Regions from separate parts of the Mus musculus genome. Here region 1 is linked to region 2. The links are chromatin contacts, called in public Hi-C maps. All regions are on one chromosome and are shown on one strand. Each heading gives the region's core, a stretch centred on a gene start, on an enhancer-like site or on the middle of the called end of the contact. The rest is flanking DNA. Distances are from core to core; before and after follow the strand shown. Region 1 has its middle 240 kb from the start of Gm32656. Region 2 has its middle 450 kb from the start of Gm20125.

What was found. A called contact is a pair of places that touch in the nucleus more often than the background predicts.
Region 1: a Hi-C map of bone marrow-derived macrophages shows a contact between it and region 2, with 12 read pairs. The contact joins two enhancer-like sites. A contact is called at or near these places in 2 of 484 Hi-C or Micro-C datasets (the C10 cell line and bone marrow-derived macrophages).

What each region holds. Positions count from the first base shown.
Region 1 is chr10:17,416,147-17,420,886 of GRCm38.p6, reverse strand. No RefSeq gene overlaps it. Among named protein-coding and RNA genes, the nearest start is that of Gm32656, 240 kb to the left of the region's middle. Within about 2 kb of position 2,511, at least 61 of the 459 cell types and tissues checked have an H3K27ac peak or open chromatin away from gene starts, as enhancers often do. A contact at or near this core is called in bone marrow-derived macrophages, where this site is marked.
Region 2 is chr10:16,646,941-16,651,134 of GRCm38.p6, reverse strand. No RefSeq gene overlaps it. Among named protein-coding and RNA genes, the nearest start is that of Gm20125, 450 kb to the left of the region's middle. Within about 2 kb of position 2,559, at least 1 of the 459 cell types and tissues checked has an H3K27ac peak or open chromatin away from gene starts, as enhancers often do. A contact at or near this core is called in bone marrow-derived macrophages, where this site is marked.

The sequences.
Region 1 (4,740 bases), core at 1,262-3,761, 770 kb before region 2:
TGAGGAGGTAAATTACTTTATTAATGAATATGCTGATATAATACTAGGTCCTAACTGGTCCAGAAGATAGGCTTAGATCCAATGCTGGGGTGCTCTTTCCTTAGCCAGATTGATTCTATGCACTGAGATGTTTGGAACTTCAGATCTTGGCTAAAAGAGTAATGAACAGTTTGGTGGTGAAGGGGAGTGCAGGGTAATCTGTGGGGGTAACTAGATACTAGGAATCTGAAGAAAAATGCTGTTTTGTTTTTTGGGTTTTTTTGTTTTGTTTGTTTGTTTTTTTCTCCAGCTAGACCTAACAGCACTGAGTGGAATCTGAAAAGAGATAGTAGGAGTTGCGATTTCATCTGAGTCTCAGGATCATGGGACAGATGTGGTGTAGCAAGGGGTCTTGGAAACAGGGACTTTCCCAATTCCCTCCACCAAATCACTTACAGCACATGATAAATATATTGTGTATGTATCATACACACATACCATAGCACACATATCACATTTCATATGTGTACAAGTGCCACACACATACTACATACCTCATGTGTGGTGTGTATTCTGTGTACACACAGTATATATAGTGTACTCATTCCACAACAGCTATGCCACACTTCACATGCATATGCATATATACCACATATATACTATATATACAATATCTACATGCCACACCATACTTGCTACCCTTCACGTGTATACCCTTAATTCACACCTGTGTATCCTATACACACACTGCATACACACACCAAAGCAAAACTTTCAAACACACATACCATATACACAAGCACTGCCTCCTTCCCCATCATCAAGGACACAGCTGCCATAAAGGGTAGTTATAAACAGTTGTCTGAGTATGAATGAGTCCCTAGTTCCTCCTGGAAATCTTATGAAATATCCAAAATAGATTTGATGATTGTCTTAGTTAGGGTTTCATTGCTGTGAAGGGACAACATGTCCAAGGAAAGTCTTATGAACGACAACATTTAATTGAGACTGAATTATAGGTTCAGAGATTCAGTCCATTATCATGATAGCATGAAGTGTGGCAGCATCCAGGCAGGCTTTGTGCTTGAGGAGCTGAGAGTTCTACAACTTGTTCCAAAGACAAACAGGAGAAGATTTACTTCCACGTAGGTTGGAGGAGGGTCTCAATGTTGACCCCTATAGTGACATATGTCTTCTAACAAGGCTACACCTACTTTAACAAGGCCAACCTCCTAATAGTGCCATTCCCTGGGCCAACCATATTCAAACCCCCACAGTGATGAAGCTTATGATGGGATATCTTTCATTAGTCAATGAGGGCTGAAAGAGATTGACAGTGAATCTCAGCCAGCCAGTGTTTGGCAAAGTTCATCATGGAAGTTTAGCCCTTATGGTAGAGGAGACTTTCTCATTAAGGTAGTCTAGGAGAAATGTGCTACTGAATTTTAAAATTTTATTGTTTAATGGACTTCTAAAATTGTAATTTACCATAAAGGATGCCACCATTCTTCAAAGTTTTCTATATTGTGTGGTTCCTTTCTTATCCTGGGGAAATTTCCTCTGAAATTACAGCTGACCTCATCATAGAGTGAGTGTTTTGTTGTCGGATTTTGGTGGCCATCTTAACAGCTGGGGAATGTTGAGGTATGGTCATGCAGCTGATTTCTACCTAAGTGACTGTAGATGAACACGTAACAGAGCTTCAGTGTATTCCAAATATAGAAGGGGGCAGAGAGTGATTGTATCTTGATTCTGATTCTAGGCAATTCTCAGAAGTCCTTGGGTTGAGTATTGTGCCCTGGAAACAAGCAGGGAACTTAATATCTCTACAGAGAAACCTTAGAATGCACCTTCAAACTGAGGAAGAATAGAACGAGTATCCAGGTAAACAAACTCTAGGGACATTTTCTAAGATGAAACAGTACACAGAGGCTTGAAAATCTGAGTGTCTTGTCAATGGATGCTAGGCCAGCTTGTATAATTTTCACAGTAATTTCTGGTGGTCTCAGTCTGTGTACATAACCACATTGTTATTTTTGTTCCTATTCAAAATATAAAAGTATTATGTTGAAGGAGGAAAAGAATGTAATTGCAAAGGTGGAAAGGCCAAATGGGGACAGATTTAAGCATACATTTATTTTAAAGATCACACTCTTAAATGTTGTTTTAAAAGAGCTACGATTTTATAATTTTAACACCAATTATATTGAATGTCTGAGAGATGCCAGAACTCTCATAAACGTGTAAGGCCAGGGAAAGCTTATGGTTGACATTCAATGAGGAAGCGAAAGGGAAGCCAAATGACATGAATGGAAACTCCAGATTTTGTGAATTAGATGGCTACAAACCCTGGTTAGAAACCAGATGAAAGAGTGCCATTGGTTGTCTGATTTCTAGCAGAAAAATCCACAAAACGATGCAGCTCTTAAGCCCGAGAGGTAGGTGACTTTCAGAGTGGAGCAGCAAACTCACAAAAGACCCCTGGGCTAAGTGGTTCCGCCTTGAGTCAGCCAGTGAAGTGGAAAAGGAGAACTTTCTGACGTGGGGCCAATTTTATGGTTTCTGTCACTAAAGTTAGTACATCGAGCCATTATGTAATCCAGTACAACAGAAGAAAATGTGTGCCTCCCTCCAAGTTCAAACTAAAAACTGGAGCACATAGCAATGACTACTGGCTGAACTGCAACTGCTTGCTTAAAGACAGAGTACAGGGCAGGAACTCCAAGAATTAGATTATGAACAATATAATGAATCACTTTAGAAATATTCATGTTTGTCTTAAGCCACAATCCCAGTGTCTGTGTTTCTGTGTGTGTGCATGTTCATGTGTGTGAAGGTGCATGTGTTGTGTGTGTGCGCATGCATTCACACTACATACCCAAGCATGTGGAGACTGGAGAACAATTCTGTCTGTCCCCTGACACTGCCCACTTTGTTATATTTTTATTACGCTTTAAAATTACTTTATTTATTTTCTCTCTGTGTTTCTCTCTGCCTCTTTCTGTGTATCTCCCTCCCTCTCTCAGTCTGTCTGTCTGTCTCTGTCTCTCTCTCACCTCCTTCTGTCTGTGTGTGTATCTGTTTATTGGCATGCATGGCACATATATGGAATCAAGAGAACAAGATGCAGTTCTTTTCTCCTTCTGCCATGTAGGTTTTAGAGACTGGAGATTGAATTCATGGCTTCAGGCTTGGTGACAAGTGTCTGTACTTGTGAGGGCATCTTACAGGTCTCACATTGTTTTTTTTGAGACAGAGTCTCTCAGTGCTCTGTAACTTGAAAAGTGGGTTGGGTTGGCCAACTTGCAAAGGATTTGACTATTTCTGCTTCTCCAGCACCAAAATTACAGTTGTAGGCCACATGCCCAGCTTTTTAAATGTGGGCTCTTAAGATAAAAAAAGTCTTTACGTTCATAAGGCAAACATTTTATCTCTGGAGTGATCTTTTCATCCAGTAAATTCTTAAAATGATGGTGTCATTTTCTCCTAACTCAGACTGTAATGGAGTAACCTTGAGGTTTAAATCATCTCGGTCCCATCCCTGGTTAGATTCATTACTTACTTTTTAAGCCAACTATTATAGGTAACTTGCCAGCCTTAAGGAAGGTTGGTATGACAAAACCAAACAAAACAATGTTAATTCTAGTGAACAATTGCCATAAAATTTCTTTTAATACATTGAAAGACACTGAATTTCAATAGGAAATATGGAAATAGCCTAGGGAGAAAGAACTGAGAAAAGAAGGAACACCAGTGTTCTCTGTGGAAGCTCTGTTTAGGGTGATTTGAGTCTTTGTCTGTCTCCATGAAGATGAAAGTACACAGCTCTGAGAGCATAATGGCAGCAGTACAGTAAAATCCATAACTGTGTGTGGTTCCATGTTTAGCAAACAAAAACCCACCCTTTTCAGTAGCATTTATACTTGTTAGAGGAGTGAGCTTCAGGTTATCATCATCACTGTCACCATCACCATCACTGCCATCACCTCTGTCATCATCACTATCATCACCATCACTGCCACCATCTACCCATTTGGCTATATCCCTGCCCCAAATTTCATTTTAAATAAACAAAAACTGAGTATTGCAGTTTTTATACACCAGTGTTTGGAAACTTGGTTAATGTAACTCTGTCCCTGGAAGATGAATTATTTCTTGGTGGGAACACCAAATTTGACTTGTAAACATTGGGGCAAATAGACCCCAAATCCTGCTAAGTTCCTAAGTCAGCTAACCTTGTGACTTCTGTCTAGGTGGTCAGCCTCTTCAGGGAAATGGATCTTGTAAGGTACCTTTGTTCAAACTCTTTTGCATTATATTTGATTAGGAGTTAAACTCTCTTGTCTTCTCTGAAGTTCCTGGAGGTCATGTATAGAATTTGATTTAGCAGCCTGTTTATAACATAAAATATAAATGTACAATTATAATCTAATTTAGGAAAACACTTATTAAATTTTCTCTTTTGGAAGGAAATCTTGACAGTCATGTCTGGTGATCCTCTGGGCTTAGGGCTCTCTCTGTTTCCTTTCAGGGGAATGAGGAACTGTGTGTGAGAAACAAAACACAATAAAAGGGCCATGCATGACTGCCAACATGAAGTCATAAAATGTACTGTGCTTTTCAATTTGCTCTCTTGGGTTGGCCCGGGGAAAGCCAGTCCCCATAGATGATTCAGCTGTCCCACCTAGAAGCTTCTATGGTGGAGAATTTTCTGGACATCTATGACAATGAATTACCACTGGAGTACATCTCCCCAGTTTT
Region 2 (4,194 bases), core at 1,310-3,809:
GACTGCCATGTCACGAGGTGTGGGCAGGGAAAGATACCCACAGACCTGCCCTCTGGCTCATGGCACAGGGAAACCAAAGCCACACAGTCGCCTACCACGACACAGTGGAGCAAGTAAGATGGAAAACAGAGACAGTCCTGTGGACTACCATGCCATCCACATACTGCACTCTGGTACACAGTATAGGCAGCACATATACACCTGCTTGCTGGTACACCACACAGCAAGGACAGAAGAAGGTGTTACCCAGGGACCCACCAACTGCATGGCCAGCCTGCAGTGGAAGCTGTCACAGTGTGTAAATGTGCAGTGGCAGGTGGGAGAGAAGGAGGTATGGAACAGCTCCACCATTAGAAGAGAGGTGGAACTGGAGAGAGTGAAGAGGAGTAGGTTGCTGTGAGTAGCTACACCACCTGAGACTATGACGTCCTAGCCAAAGCTGCCACTGAGGGTCATAATCAGGTCCATGGCTATGCAGAGGCAGGGGGTGGTATTCACATCCGTAGCTGCTATTATCACTAGAGAACAAGGGGATACCCTCGGTCAGAGAAGCTACTGGGACCACCTAGATGTCCAGCAGATGCACTAAACAGTCCTTGCCCTCTACTGGGTGCAGTGCTCTGGGGAGCTTGTTCTGCATCTCATATGTGGCAGGATTCAGGAGAGTTGGCCCTGTCACTCTTTAGCTGTGTGATGGCATGGATGCAGCCATGACAGGCTACCCCCCCCCCTACAGTCAGAAAAGCTGCCCACAGGGTCATGAGCATGGGAGAGCTATCCATGCCCCCATGAGCTGAAGCACTTGGGAGAGCAGACCTGTACCTTGCCTGGACAGCACAACAAAGCTGATCATGGTGGTGGGGGTACAGTTGAGCCAGCCCCACAGCAAAAACTTCGGGGAGCTGGCACCATAAAGCATCTCTGTGAAGTGACTGGGGGCTGGGTGAAGCCCTCCCTGCCTCTTGTCCTTCATCTTTCAACACCAGCTACAGTCAGGAGAATTGGCCCCAGGGTCATGAGAGCAGATAAGCTGCTCATGTCCCTTACAGGCTGCAGCACTTAGGAGAAGGGGCACTGCACCTGGTCTGGACAGGAACTTGTCCTGATTGAAGGGGGTGGTGGAAGGTACCAATAAGCTAGCCCAGAAGGTATGATAGAGGGAAAGCTGCCCCCCTGCCCCCCCCCCCCGCGGTGGGCTGCTCACTTGGGAGAGTGGGCCCTGTGCCTTGACTGGGAAGCACAGTGGAGATGGCTGGGGAGATGCAGATGAGTCATTGCTGAAGACATGACAGGAGGAAAATTGACCTTGCTTCCTGCTTATGGCAGCTTTGGGTGGCCTGGCTGGCATAGTGCTGGAGAGCTTGCACCAATGCCACAGATAAGGGAGAGCGAGCTGCTGCAGCTCAGCTACCATCCAGGCCCACATCCAGGGCTCCAAGTTGACCCACCCTCAAATCTATAGTACCTGCCAACAATTGGGACATGTTAAAAGGTCATTCCTGCTGATCCAAAGTTGCGTGATTTGCATGACACAGGGCAACGACAGGACAACTTGGAGGAGTCTGGATGAAGATCCAATATTGATGGCATCACAGAAGCAAGAGACCCCAAACAGAGCAAGGATCATCACAATGAACATTTTCAAGTGAAGCTGTGTGGACAGAGGAGTGTACTGTGGGACACAACGTAACATACTACTGTTTCCACCATAAGATGTTTTTCTACGCTCTCTCTCTCACTCTCTCTCTCTCTCTCTCTCTCTCTCTCTCTCTCTCTCTCTCTCTCTCTCTCTCTCTGTGTGTGTGTGTGTGTGTGTGTGTGTGTGTGTGTGTGTGTGTGTTTAATTTGGAGGGTGGTTGAAAGAGTGGATATGTGGGGATAGAAAGATGAGTGGGACTGGGGTGCACTGGGTGTGGGGAGGAACTCACAAATAATCAACACAAAGTTTAAAAAGCATAAAGTAAAACACCATGTGGAATTCTTACATGCATTTGTAGAATTAATATCTTTCTCATATTGTTAGTGATATCTTATATCTTACAAGAACTTTGATGTTGGCTGTCTCCAAATTTAATAGTTAATTCATTATTAATAAACCTTTATTTTTTTATATGTGTTAACATGGTACATCTTTCTCTATTCTCACATTTGAACCCATCAGAGCAGCTATATTTAAATTATATTTTTTAAAATGGCATGCAGCCTTTGATGCCTGCTTTGACATCTACTTTTTAATTGATGTTATAGTTCACTTGCATTTATAGTTGTTACAGATATACTTGGATTAGTATCAAATGTGATTATTTAAAGTTGTATATTTATTGATAGAAGCTGCTTTGTTTTCTGCTGTGATTTTAGTTGAATTGGTTAATATCAATTTTCTAGGTACTATTTTTTGCCTCTTTAGATATAGTACTTTTGAATATATATTTTTCTGACATTTATTTTTCTTAATATGTCTACTTTCAAATAATTTTGTTCTTTTAATATCCTGCATAGATGTCTTAATGAGCTCATGATTTACTTCCCATGACATTTCCTGATATATTTCACTTATTCACATGATGATCATGTAATATCCTGTCACTCGGCACTTACATTTTAGATTGGTGGCTTATTTTCTTCTGAGGTTAAATTTTAACATCGTATTTTCCACTTCCTTCTTCCTTTATACTTTCTACATGAAATGCCAATGTAATTTCTACACTTATTTTTCCATAAGAAGAATGTTTCCTTCTTCCAGATTCAAGATTTTATTTTGCTGTAGATTTATAAGTATGTTAAACTTCGGTGGAAGTATATTTCATTTATTCAGTAGATATGTTTGGATATTAGTGGACCTGAGGCTTTGTGCCTGTCATTAATTTATCTTTGGAGATTTGTGAGCTAAGTATCATGGCTATAATCCTAGTGCTCAGAGAGCAAAACAATACTAAGTTCAAAGCTAGCAGGTGGTATACATATAGGAAGACCCTAAAGTAGAATAAAGGAAAAATGTTTTGCAGTTCTTTGATGTTCTGGCTTATGATATATATATATATATATATATATATATATATATATATATATATATATATATGTTACATTTAAAGCACACAGATATGTAAAGATTGAAGATTACACACACACACAGAGACTCATATTTGAGTTCATTCATTCTTGCATCATCTGTTGAGCTCATCAAAAGGTTTCTTTTATGAGAAAATACTTTTCAAACTCTTCCACTTTATTTCAGTCCTTTACAGAGGACTTTTCTTCCCACAACTCCTCTTGCAGGCTGCCTAATTTTTCTGCATGGAAGATGCTGTAAGTCAATCATAGGCATTTAATCTACTCTGTATAATTTCAATTTCATGTTACTCCAGTCTGGCTCTGATGTTTTCCTTGACACTTCACGTTAGATTTTTCTTGCTGCTTCATATGTCATTTGTGTGTTTATGAAGCTGGATGTTTTATGCTTGATAAGAAGGGAAGTGAGTAGATCTGCAGTGTGAGGCCCCCGTCACCCTGGCTAGTGGTGGAGCTTTGTGCTGTTTGCTAAATGAAATGGAAGCTTCCAAGTCTTCAATTGTCCTTATTTTTGCCTCTGCACTTGACTCCAAATATCCCTAAGTTCATTTCCTTATAGAGTCTTACAACTCTGTAATCCACCAATATTAAATTGGATATGTACTGTAATTGAAAGATGGAAAGGGAAAGAACTGTATAATCTGCCAATTAACCTCACTCTTTTAATGCTACCATGTCCATGGACTGTGACCTTCACAGGTCTTTCTTCTTGTAAATCTATTTTTTTTCCTTCCCTTAAGGGAAGAACACTTATGGAGTGATAAAAATGCCTTTCATTAGAGCTCTGGCACATGGCAGTGGTAGACTCTCCTTAGAGTGATACTCTCTTCTCTGCCTTCCTGCTAGGACCAGGAAACCTTTCTGAAGAGTCACTATGAGAAGAACTCAATATATGTTCTGAAAGTAAAGTCCACAGAACAAAGACTCTGCAAGACTCTTTCTTAAAACCAGTTCATAGTCAGAAAATAGGCCACTAGCAGCAACTTGACAGTGTGTGTGTGTGTGTGTGTGTGTTCTGAATAATAGTTCCCGTGTTGCTGGTCCAGTTCAGTGATCTTATATGTAACTGTGGATGGTCTTGTCCCTCTAGGTTTCTGAATGGACATTTGCTCAGGAACTTCTGCC